Regions from separate parts of the Pan troglodytes genome. Here region 2 is linked to region 1. Evidence: chromatin contacts called from public Hi-C data. All regions are on one chromosome and are shown on one strand. The core of a region is the stretch at or near the end of the contact, and the rest is flanking DNA. Distances in the headings are between cores, read along the strand shown. Region 1 holds the start of HOXA13 (homeobox A13). Region 2 overlaps JAZF1 (JAZF zinc finger 1).

Region 1 (5,532 bases), core at 1,944-4,443:
TAGAAATATTTAAAAAGCAGGTGCACAAATACATTTTCACAGTGTGCTGAATGTCTTTATTTACAAGATATCATTCTATAGTGAATATGAACAAAACGAATGTGCTGGTTGAAATAACTGCTTGATTAAAAATGTGCTATGAAGATGAATCACTAATCTTTCTAATGCACTCTGATAACACAATAAACATGGAAAAATACTAATCTCTTAATAGATCAAAATATAGAATGTAGACACCTAAATATTTCAGGGGAATGAATTTTCATTCTGAGTTTTCTAAAAAAGAAAAAAGAAAAATGATTTCTCCAGCAAATGTTTAGCAAATATTGGGAAATGCCAATTCAAATGAAAAAACGAATTGTGTTCCAACCAAAGTCCATCATGTTGGGATGGAAACTCTCGGGAGATCTCACATAAAGTGAATTCTGTGGATCATCTGATGATGTAAACATTTTCAAAAAGATACAAAATCCTTTGGAAAATAACGGATATTGGAGCAGTAAATATAGTTCAAATGCCACAAAATATGCTTGTTATAAGCAATTAAAAATTATTCTTAAAAAGACATTACCGACCCGGGTTCTCTTATAGCCTGAAAGGTTCAGCTGGTTGGTTTTACTATACTACCAAGACAAATGATCCTCAGAAGAGTTTTCTCTCCCTTTCTCCCTTCACAGCAAATATTCCAAGATCATTATTTCAGTACCTTCTCGTTTCCCCTCTAAATCTATACATAAAATGTTTTGCAGAACATACAACAACGGTAGGAATTTCACTAAGATTTACCTGAGCAGACGCTTAACATGCAAAGGGAATGGCGACCTAAGAAGGACAAGCAGATGTTTACAATGGCCTCTTGCGTTTGTAACCAACTTCCAGATTATTACCATCTAACGCAGTGTCCTAAAATGTAACGATCACTTAAATACTTACAAGATTTCAGTAACTGCGTAACTTATCTGAAATTGCGTATTTTGGGGGTTGACGTTTGACATTTAACGGGCTGGGCTGATGGGGTTGGCGGAAGAACTGGCAGTCTTTACCTTTCTTAAAGTTTTAAAACAGTTGTAGATTCCATTAAAGAGAAAGAGATCTCCTTCGGGAGAGGAAAATGCCAGTCTCTGTCTCTTTCTCTTTCCCATTCTTCAATTATTATTAAGCATTATTATCATTATCTGGGCAAAGCAACGAGTTCTGAAGCGTTTCTTCAAGTTGCCTTCTTGCTCTATTTTTAATCCATTAACTAGTGGTTTTCAGTTTGTTGATGACTTTTTTCTCTTTAACCCTCCTGTTCTGGAACCAGATTGTGACCTGCCGCTCAGAGAGATTCGTCGTGGCTGATATCCGCCTCCGTTTGTCCTTAGTAATGAATTTATTCGTGGCGTATTCCCGTTCAAGTTCTTTTAATTGCACCTTGGTATAAGGCACGCGCTTCTTTCTCCCCCTCCTATAGGAGCTGGCATCCGAGGGATGGGAGACCACGTCTAGAAGACAAGGGAGAAGGCAAGTTACACAGGGATCGGACCCCAGCCAGGGCATAGGCGACAGCTCGATCTGAGCCACCCGCCTTGCAGCGCCCGGCTGCTCTTTGCCACCCGCTGTACAATCCTGTCTTCTGCCAAAGCCTAGAGGGTCAGTGGGGAAGGTAGTTAGTTCTGAACTGAAATGAAATCACCCAGGGCTCCAGTGACTTCCCCAACCCGGCCACCCTGCAGGAGCAGCGCGTAGGCAGCCTCGAGTGATAGCCTGGTCCAACGGCCCACACCTTAGCGCCAGGCTCAAGGTACAACACTTCTGTGCCTACCTCCTTTCTGGGTGCCCGTCCCAATACTCGAAGCTTCTACAATGAAGCCATTTTTGAGAGAATGAATAGGGAGGGGCAATTTGGGGAGCTGTTTTCTGGTCAATTTCTCATCCTTAAATTGGTGTCAGGGGCTGGGGAGGGCGGGGCGCAGAGGGAGAGGGAAGCTAGCCGAGGTCTCCACAAGCCACCCCTCACCCAGGGAGAGCCAGGGACCAGCTCAACTCGAGGCAGTGCAGGCAGACCCAGCCAGCCATGCTCGGGCTCCCAGGGGTGCCGAGCCGCTAGGGCAGACCAGGAAGAGAACAGAAAGGCACCCGGGATCGCCCGGGTGCGAGCGGAGAAGAAGCTGGAGCAGAGCCGGAAGACCAGGGCTGGGAATAGGTCGTCGTTTACCGGGCAGAGTGGACTTCCAGAGGTGGGGAGGCTGCGCCTGCTCTTTGGGGCAGTACATTTGGCCGTTCCAGCCGTTGGGCAGCGCCCAGGGCTGGTAGCTTTCCATGGGAAGACCCAAGGGCTCGTGGCGCGACTCGCCGGGGCCCCCGAGGCCGGGCACCACTGGCATATCCAGGTAGCCAGGCATGGGCTGATGGTGGTGGTAAGGCCCGGCTGCGTAGCCCTGGTGGTAGAAGGCGAACTCCTTAGCGCGGGAGCTGAACTCCTCGGCAGCTGGGCCGGCGGTATCCATGTACTTGTCCGCGAAGGCGGCGGCGGCGGCGGCCGAGGCGGGCTGCGCGCACGACTTGATGGCGTTGGGGTGCGGGCCCATGCGGGCGCACGGGTAGTAGCCGCTGCCGAAGTAGCCATAGGGCAGCGCCGCGGGCCCCGACGAGCTCTGCGCCGCTGCCGAGCAGGGGCTGCATTGCTTGGCGGCCTCTGCGCCCGCCGGGCCCGCCGGGCCGGGCCCTCCCGAGGACGACGCGGCGGCGGCGGCGGCGGCTGCAGCGGCAGCCGCGGCAGCAGCGGCGGCAGCCGACGGGGACGCCTCCCCGGGGGCGCTGCTGTAGGCGGACGCGGCTCCTGGCGCCAAGGGCGCCGGGTGCGCCATCAGGTTGCGGCACTGGTTGGCCGCGGCCGCCGCCGCAGCCGCGGCCGCCGCCGCCACCGAGAAGTTGCCCCCTGCCGCCGCGGCCGCCGGGTGGGGGAAGCCCCCGCCCCCGGCCCCGGCAGCCGCCGCCGCTGCAGCCGCTGCTGCAGCCGCCGCCGCCCCTTCCATGTTCTTGTTGAGCTCGTCGGCTACCAGGCCGCCGCCGTTGTCGTAGAGAAACATGACGGTGGGCTCGATCCAGCGGGGGTGGAGGAGCACGGAGGCTGTCATAGCCCGAGCCGCATGGAGAAGACCCCAGTGGCGCTGTTTTAAAAAGCCCCCAAGAAGTGAAGAGCGCGCGGCGCGGGGCCGGGGCCCGAGCGAGGGGGGCGGATCGCGCCCCGCGGGGTCGCGCCAGGCGGCCGCCCATTGGCCCGGCCCCCCCGCTCCGCCCACGGCGTATGCAAAGCGGGCGGCTCCGACTCCAGCTCTGCACGGTGCACCCGTCGTCCCCGCCGCGGCCCGCGCCGTCCCCAGCGCCAGCCGCGCGGCCGCGCACCATTCACCCGGGGGAGAGGTGGAGGAACGTGCGGGTGGGGCAGGGAAGGAAGGGCGGCCCCATCTCCGCCCCCCTTCCCTTCCTTTATCCCAGTGGGGCCCAGACCCGCGCAACCAGGCGGGGAGGGGAGGTGGGCGCGCGATTGGGTTGCGATCTGGAGCATTGGGGACAGGTCAGGTAATTCTGCCGGCGGTCAGGGATGGGAGAGTGGGGAGGACGGGACCAGCCTAGCTCAGAATGGGTGTTTCTTGGAGCCTCTGGGACTGTTTTCTTTCCAGGAACCGGCGCGTATTTCTGCAGTGAGACCACAGGACGGACATCGGCGCCTTCGGCTTCGATGGAGTTGCGATTTTGCTCTTTCCAGGGAAACAGTGGCAGGGTGTTTGCTGCTTATCGGTTCCTGCGGATATGCCTGGGTCCCAGGACATTCCACTGGAGGCTTGGACTGCATTTAGGAGCCCCTATCCCTTCCCTGTCCACACTGTTAGTGAGCAATTTCATATGTTTGCATGTAGACCCATAGACTCAGAACGACTCATCACACACACACACAGTGTACACTGACACACTCACATTCGCACACTTAGGTATACAGCCTGATCCTTGCTCTGACCTGGTAACAACGCTTCCTCCTCCAGAGACTTTGAGATAGAGCGAGCGATCCGTGTGCACCATTCATCCATGCTCCCACCTCGCCAGTATGGCTGGCTTGTTCTGGAAGGGGCTTAAGAGGAACAAGCCCCAGCTGTGCTTCTGGCTGGGACTTAAACCCCCCTTCTGGGCCCTAAAGCCACGCTTCTTTGTGGACCGGACCTGACTCTCCAGGAATCTGGGAACTCGCTATTTCACTCTATTTTGGGACAAGAAAAAGGGGCTCTTTGGGGCCACTTCCTGCCTTCCCCTCAAGTAGGATCTCCAGCCTGCAGAGGGTGCCTAGTCCTTCTTTGCCCAAGAACCAGCCCAAGAAGCCTTTCCTCTGTGCCTGGGAAATGCAACCTTTTCTTGGGAGCATGGTAGGGTGTTGGTGCTGAAGAACCAAGCAGCGACACGTCTTGCAGCTGCCATGTTTTGTCGAGGGGTTCTGGGGGTCCTGCTGCCTTAGAGCCACATACTTCCACTTCCTGATTCACTACTGTGAGCTGGTCAGATGCCTAGAAGAGGAACAAGCGTTCAAAGTGAAAGTGGGCACATTACCGGAATAGTGCTGGGGAGAGTGCTGGATTCTTTTCCACCCCAGGCGGACTGGTGAGAAGCCAGGCTTGGACCTGTCCTCTGCTCCTAGCTTGCACACTCAGCCCTAAACTCAGAGCAGCACGCATACCACCCCTCATACACACCCCACCATCTGCTCTCTAAGGCCCCTGGGCTTCCTGCAGGATCCAGACCAATGTGGCTGGGCTTGGGCTTTTATCTGTCCTGATCCTGGATTTGTCCTGACCAATGTAAGTGTCGCCCAATAAAACCTTCTATGACCCCCACACCAGCCACCCCCCCCCCCACCAAGTGTGCCCCTTCCTTCTTGACTTTTTAGCAGTTCTGGGTAAATATTGATTTGCCCCCAGTTTACCTTCTCCCTGACTGGCCATTTGCAGACTCAGGAACTAGCCTCTGTAGGGACTTGATTTTTCTGTTACTTTCTGGCCGTTTCACCACCCCCCTTCCTCCCTCCAAGTGGCATTGTAAAACTCACAGTGACAAAGAGACAGAGTAGGGTTCGAGGCCCCTGTTCCTGAGGACTTGAAGGCGGTTTTACATACTGGTCAGACACGGCTGGAGGCCAAGGTCAAGTTGAAAGTTGCAGTCCAGCCAGCATGAGAACTGCCATGCGAGCGTAGAGACACAGGCAGCAGCAAAAGGCCCATTGCCCACATCCCCTCACTCTTTATTTTCTCTCTCTTTTTAAAATTCTCGGCTCTGACTCTGTTCGGCTGCCCAGAATTTTTTGGTGCCTTCGTGGGGTTTTTGGGGCGGTGTTTACCGACTCTTCTCTGCCTCCGCCCTGCTCAGCCAGGGCTTTGAGCCTCTTCGGTTTTCCGGCCAGACCCGGAAAAACGAAAACACAGCTTGGGGAGCCCCCACTAGCCGGCGCCTGTGCCAGCTCACCTCTGGCCATGGCGCAGCTGCCGGTGCACACGGCGGCCAAGG
Region 2 (5,886 bases), core at 893-3,392, 720 kb after region 1:
ACAGGTCCTAGTAATGGGCAACTTTAAATGCTCAACACATGTGGGTAGACTATCTTGTTAGCATGAAATGTAAAATTATATTTTGAAGAATTACAATTTTTGAGCTCTTAGGAGAGGAAATGCTCAACATAGGTGTGTAGACTATCTCATTAGCATGAAATGTAAAATAATATTTTGAAGAATTATGATTTTTGAGCTCTTAGGAGAGAAAAATATTTTGAACCTGGCCCCCTCATTGTGAATAGAAACTAAAATGGGAAAATTTGGAGAAATAAACCAATAAGGAATAAAGATCATAAGTCATTCATGCTAAAACCTGTGATGAGAGTTAAAGAAAAGTCATGTAATTTTTCAAAGGTAAACGGAAAATGCAAGCATGTCTATAATGCCTTAAAGCTCAGTAGCTGCTTATCTTGTCAAAAATGTAACTATCAGAGCTGGATAACACAGAACAAGCATGAGGATGCATTTTACGATGATAAGGTAGCAACATGAAATAACATATTTATAATCAATAAAATAGTGCCAAATTTGCTTGGGTGAAGTCATACAAAAGAGGGGTGACTTATGGTTGCAAAAGGAAGGAGCAAGCTCAGTTTTGTGCTATTTGACTACAGGAGTGCTCTGGAACGCCAAGGAAGATTGGACCAGCAGTCCAATTCTACCCACACCATTTATTAAATAATTAATATGTAATCATTTCAAAAAGTACTAGCTGGGAACTGGCTCTAAATCTAAATATCACTAATGACAATGTATGTAGAGGCAAATTCAATCCTGGTTTCCAAACAACTTCACAATAAACAACTTGTGGAGTTTACTCTATGTGCAAGTTGTATTACTGCTTGCGCCTTGGAATCCTCCTTCATTGCTACCCTTAAAATCCAAGCTAAAGGGACTCTCTTACAGGAGTGAATGCCTTAAGGGAAGTGCCTTTGGTGTTTGAGGAACCAAAAGCTCCTGGCCCCGACCCAAAACTAATCCACGTTATTCTAAGGTACATCCAATATTAAAGGCACTATGGTGATGTTTTAGTACAGTGAGTCCTTAGCGTTCCTTAAAACTTCAGCTTCATTTGGCAACTGATGCCTCTTGGGGAGCAAAATTACTTACATCGTTAAAACTTCATCAAGTCATAATTTTATTATAATTGTTAACATAAATAACTACAGTAAATAAGTACAGAGTGATCGATTTGTTCTTGATATCTCAAGGGAGTCTTTATTTAGCTTTGATATATAAAATCAGGACATTATTTATTTGCATTACAAACTGCATATCAACTATTCACTTGGGCATGTTTTAATTGGTTTTAGGTTTTGCACATTCCATAACTGAACTGTGTAAGCAGGTTGGCTTCAAAAATAAGGTCTCATGTAACAGCTAAGTCTATATGACGATGTGTCATATGGCGTGTCAAACATTTTCCTCTGCTTCCCTTCCTGACATCAGAAAAAACTTTGTTCTAGTGAAATAGAAAATAAATTCTGCTAAGATGGGATAAAAGGGGAGCATGTGAATAAGACCCTCTTCTTTCCTGGCCAGCAGGAAGTGCCTCCAGCTGTCTGATCTGCCTCAGTAGCCCAGCACAAATTTGTCAGTTGACTAATGCTCCCCACTTCCGCCGACAACAGAGTAAGATATCACCTGCTAAGATAAATTACCATAATATAATGATTGAAGGGAAAATATATGGTGTAATAGAGAGGTCTAAATACCCGTAAGTGGAAAAAAGCATAAACGACCATTTTAATTAATTTCCTAATGTAAAACACAGCTGTAGTAATGTTGGCAAGTCTCACCTGCCCTTTTTAAATTTGTGACATGAAATCATGCCACTTAATTAAGTCTTAATGCACAAAAATATATTTTATTTACTTTTTATGGAATACCAGCATTTAAAGCTTTCTATTTATGTGTGTAAGCGCTTTATAAATTACTTGAAATACTGAAAAAATCTGACTACTACTAACCGGCAGTTACAAGTACCAGTTTTAGTTTCAATAATTAAATGCCTTTTTGGTGGACTCCTGCTGCTATGTGAACTAGCTGTAGGCTATTAAAGTAATGAGTCCGGACAGAGTCATCTGATCTCATGGTTGGTGGAAAACTCAAGGAAAGGGCTTTGCCCACAATTCCTAGTCTGTTTACCAGACTGCAACCAGACTGCCTGCTGGAAGCATTATAAAGCCTCTGGGCTTCCCCTTCCCCCTTCCAGCAAGTATCTTTTTTTTTTTTTCCTTTTTACAAGTGTTGTCTAGGAAAATATGGTATTATAGAGCCCTCTGCAGGCCAGAAGTTTTGTAGTGTAGCTTACCAGCATGATTTTTCTTAAAGTGGCAGTAAGAGAGGGGAAAAGCATAATTGTCAAAACTTCGTAAATCAGATCTCATTAAGAAATATGTTTGTCATAAGGGCAGACTGGCATCGATTCTTCCAGAAGACTCACTGAAAAAGAATATCTCTGTTAATTTGTTTAAGGGATGTTGCCTTGATAGCAAAATTTTGGTGGGCCCCTGGTAACTTCATAATGGGTTGCAGTGTTAGGGATTATATCATCTTCATCATCATCGTAATTCTTAAAATAATCCATGAAAAATACAGGGCTCTGAACTGTTCACTTAAAAACGCAATTTCTGGCCAGGCATGGTGGCTCAAGCCTGCAATCCCAGTGCTTTGGGAGTCCGAGGTGGTAGGACTGCTCGAGACCAGGAGTTCAAGATCAGCCACGTAGTGAGATCCTGTCTCTACAAAAATAGAAAAGTTTTTTTTTTAAAAAAAGAATTTATATCACACCTGGGCTTTAGAAGCCTAGGTATAAGGAAGAAGAAATTAGAAGTCAGTTATACAAACTCTATGATTTCCTCAGCCAAGTTTTCATTCGAATGAATGAAGTGTATGCCTAGAAAAATTCAGTGAATTTCTTAAGTGTTTTAGGGAACTTAGTATAAATTTTTACAGGGCATTTTATATTGTGTTTTAAACTTTGGATGAAATGGATATAAATCATTACAGAAAGAAATACATAAAGATAAAAATGAGGAAGTGCATTGAAGACAAACAGAACAAATAAATAAGGTCTGATTTTCACTTAGATGGTACTTTTCTAACCACATTTTATGTTGGTTATAAAGTATTCTTTTTTTGTTGGAGACGGAGTCTCACTCAGTCGCCCAGGCTGGAGTGCAGTGGCACGATCTCAGCTCACTGCAACCTCCGCATCCCAGGTTCAAGCAATTCTCCTGCCTCAGCCTCCTGAGTAGCTGGACTGGACTACAGGCTCACACCACCATGTCTGGCTAATTTTTTGTATTTTAGTAGAGACGGGGTTTCACCGTGTTGCCCAGGCTGGTCTCGAACTCCTGAGCTCAGGCAATCCGCCCGCCTTGGCCTCCCAAAGTGCTAGGACTACAGGCGTGACCCACCGCGCCAGGCCTTATAAAATATTCTTAAAGTCAGCAAAATAACCAAATAACTTAAAGTCAGCAAAATAACTTTTAATAGGAAAATTTTTCCTAATATTTTCAAGTCAGCAAAAGTACTAACAGCTTTTAATAATGGATTTTTTTTTGCATAATAGTCAAGAGAGTATTAATTTAAAAGAGGAAGCATTTGACCAAAATATTTCCTTTTATTGAGTTTAATCTGTGCCAGGTAACTCATAAACCTCCTGGAGCACCCAGAGATACATGCTTCTAACAACTCACAGAGGTGCCAGAGCCGTCTCCTCAAAGTTCCTCACCCTGGCAGTAAAACATTATGATCAACATTCGCCTAGAAGCCAGGATAAGTGGAAAAAATGGGAAGTGATATGATGATGAAAAGAATGAGATATTGCATATGTTAAAATTTCCTTCCACAGCATTTTAATCATTGAACAGGGTCTCTTTAAGGACCCGAAGGGAGTTATGAGGAGGCCGTGGTCTGGAGGCGAGAACCCAGGCTGTGGTTGTTGGCGGCAGTCTCCAGATGAGCCTCAGCAGCTCCCTGGGGACTCTGATGACATTCTAAGACCATGCCTTCTGTGGTTGTTTAGCATAACTGACTGCTGCTTTTCCCAAGGACAGCCATTTGGTGTTGGAGGTTTTTCTAGTCTTCTCTACTCAGTGGTATAGACAAGACCAGCATGTCCTTAGGGTAATGTCTGCAAAGGTTTGGGTTCCAGTAAAATGACTCTTCCAAATGAAAACCCGAAATTAAAACGTCGAGTTTCCAGATTTGTTGAATTCAGAAACAAGTGCTCTCAGCATGAACTGTCAACAGCCAAAGTTAAAATAGGCCAGCTGGTGGCTCCTGTGGGATCGTCTCCACACACTCTATCCCAACTTTGCAGAGTTGAATGTCAGACATTATTCTATCAGGCCTGGAATCCGCTGCCAGACTCAGCCTCCTTCATCCGGCTTATCTCCTACTGGGAGGCTGTGGCTGACTGGATGGAACTGCACACTTCCCAGCAGATGCTGGGCTGCCAACGGATGGGAGCACGGCTGGGCTGGCGCCACCAACATTTACAGTCATTCCTCTTGCTCCATTCCCCCTGCAGCCCCCCAGCCCTGTCCCACCAACGCCTGCTTGCAGACTTGGCACACTAGGAGAGGACAGGTGATGAGGATTAGGCCAAACGTATTTGCATATCCTCAGCACAGGGAAGGAAATTAACACCACAGTGACATGATTTAGTGGCTAACCTTAAACCTGAGAAAGGCCTGAACCAATTTTTGAGCACTATGAGACTGAGGGAGATGTAAAATGCAACGCATCTGGCAGGGATGGGCTTGTCCAGGGTTAATGGAAGAAACAGAAATGAATTAGTTAGAGTATGAAGTGTTGTTTAACGTTCACTCACAAATTATGAGTGGGCCTTATACTTGGGCACAAGAAATGCCACCTTTACTGTATTCTTGTGGGATGGGGATGGGGACTGAAAATGGTGGGACAGTTTTCATGATCATTTTCTCCTCTGGCAGCTGTATCACAATCTTTTGAGACCGAGTCTTGCTCTGTCACCCAGGCTGGAGGGCAGTGGCGCCATCTCGGCTCACTACAAACTCTGTCTCCCTTGTTCAAGCAATTCTCTGCCTCAGCCTCCCGAGCAGCTGGAATTACAGGCGCCCGCCACCATGCCCGGCTGATTTTTGTATTTTTAGTAGAGATGGGGTTTCACCATCTTGGCCAGGCTGGTCTTGAACTCCTTACCTCATGATCCACCCGCCTCGGCCTCCTAAAGTGCTGCGATTACATGTGTGAGCCAATGCGCCCAGCTCACAATCTTAATAGGCCCTTAAGGACAATGTTGACCATTTGTCTGCAGCCAAATTCAGAAATGCTCTGACAATTAGGTATTTCAGAAACTGAACATTTCATACAATTTTTGTTCACTATAATAAGAGCATAAAAACTTTTCACAATCTCTCACAAAGTTAAGTGAAAGAGAAAATGAATTAGTAGCCATGAAGTATATTTTCATTTTTCTAAAGCTGCTTCTCATGGGAAAGTCAGAAAAGGGGCTGATTTTTTAAAATGATTATTTAGACAACTGAGTCATTCTGTAATTTGAAGCCAGCAAGAAGGCAGCTAATGCTATTTCAATTTGCTGTCATATGAAGGTACCTAGAAAAATGAATGCCGTTTAAACTTTCTTCTCATTTTTATGAATCCAATAAGGTAAAGTGTGCATTCTCTGGGCAAATCCGCATAAAGCTGCTTTAATTTGTTTTCTGCTAAGACAATGGTGAGTTAGTTTCTCTGTAAGTAAGCACAAGTCTAGCATCCCTTGGAACACAACATGACATCCATCGTGAAGACAGTGCTTTACCAACACACAGTGACTGACTACAATCAAGCTAAAGACAAATGCCAGACATATATTTTTAAAAATAGGGTTAT

The links. A called contact is a pair of places that touch in the nucleus more often than the background predicts.
Region 2: a Hi-C map of induced pluripotent stem cells shows a contact between it and region 1, with 3 times the contacts expected there. The contact joins the enhancer-like site here to the promoter of HOXA13 in region 1. A contact is called at or near these places in 5 of 7 Hi-C or Micro-C datasets (blood, induced pluripotent stem cells, a lymphoblastoid cell line and 1 more) and 1 of 1 other capture datasets (stem cell-derived neural stem cells).

What each region holds. Positions count from the first base shown.
Region 1 is chr6:33,001,085-33,006,616 of NHGRI_mPanTro3-v2.0_pri, forward strand. HOXA13 (homeobox A13) reads right to left here and starts at 3,194. Exons shown (of 4, transcript XR_001714612.4): 1 at 2,198-3,194; 2 at 934-1,484.
Region 2 is chr6:33,719,804-33,725,689 of NHGRI_mPanTro3-v2.0_pri, forward strand. All of the region lies in intron 2 of JAZF1 (JAZF zinc finger 1), which reads right to left. Among named protein-coding and RNA genes, the nearest start is that of TAX1BP1, 180 kb to the left of the region's middle. Within about 2 kb of position 2,143, at least 4 of the 24 cell types and tissues checked have an H3K27ac peak or open chromatin away from gene starts, as enhancers often do. A contact at or near this core is called in induced pluripotent stem cells, where this site is marked.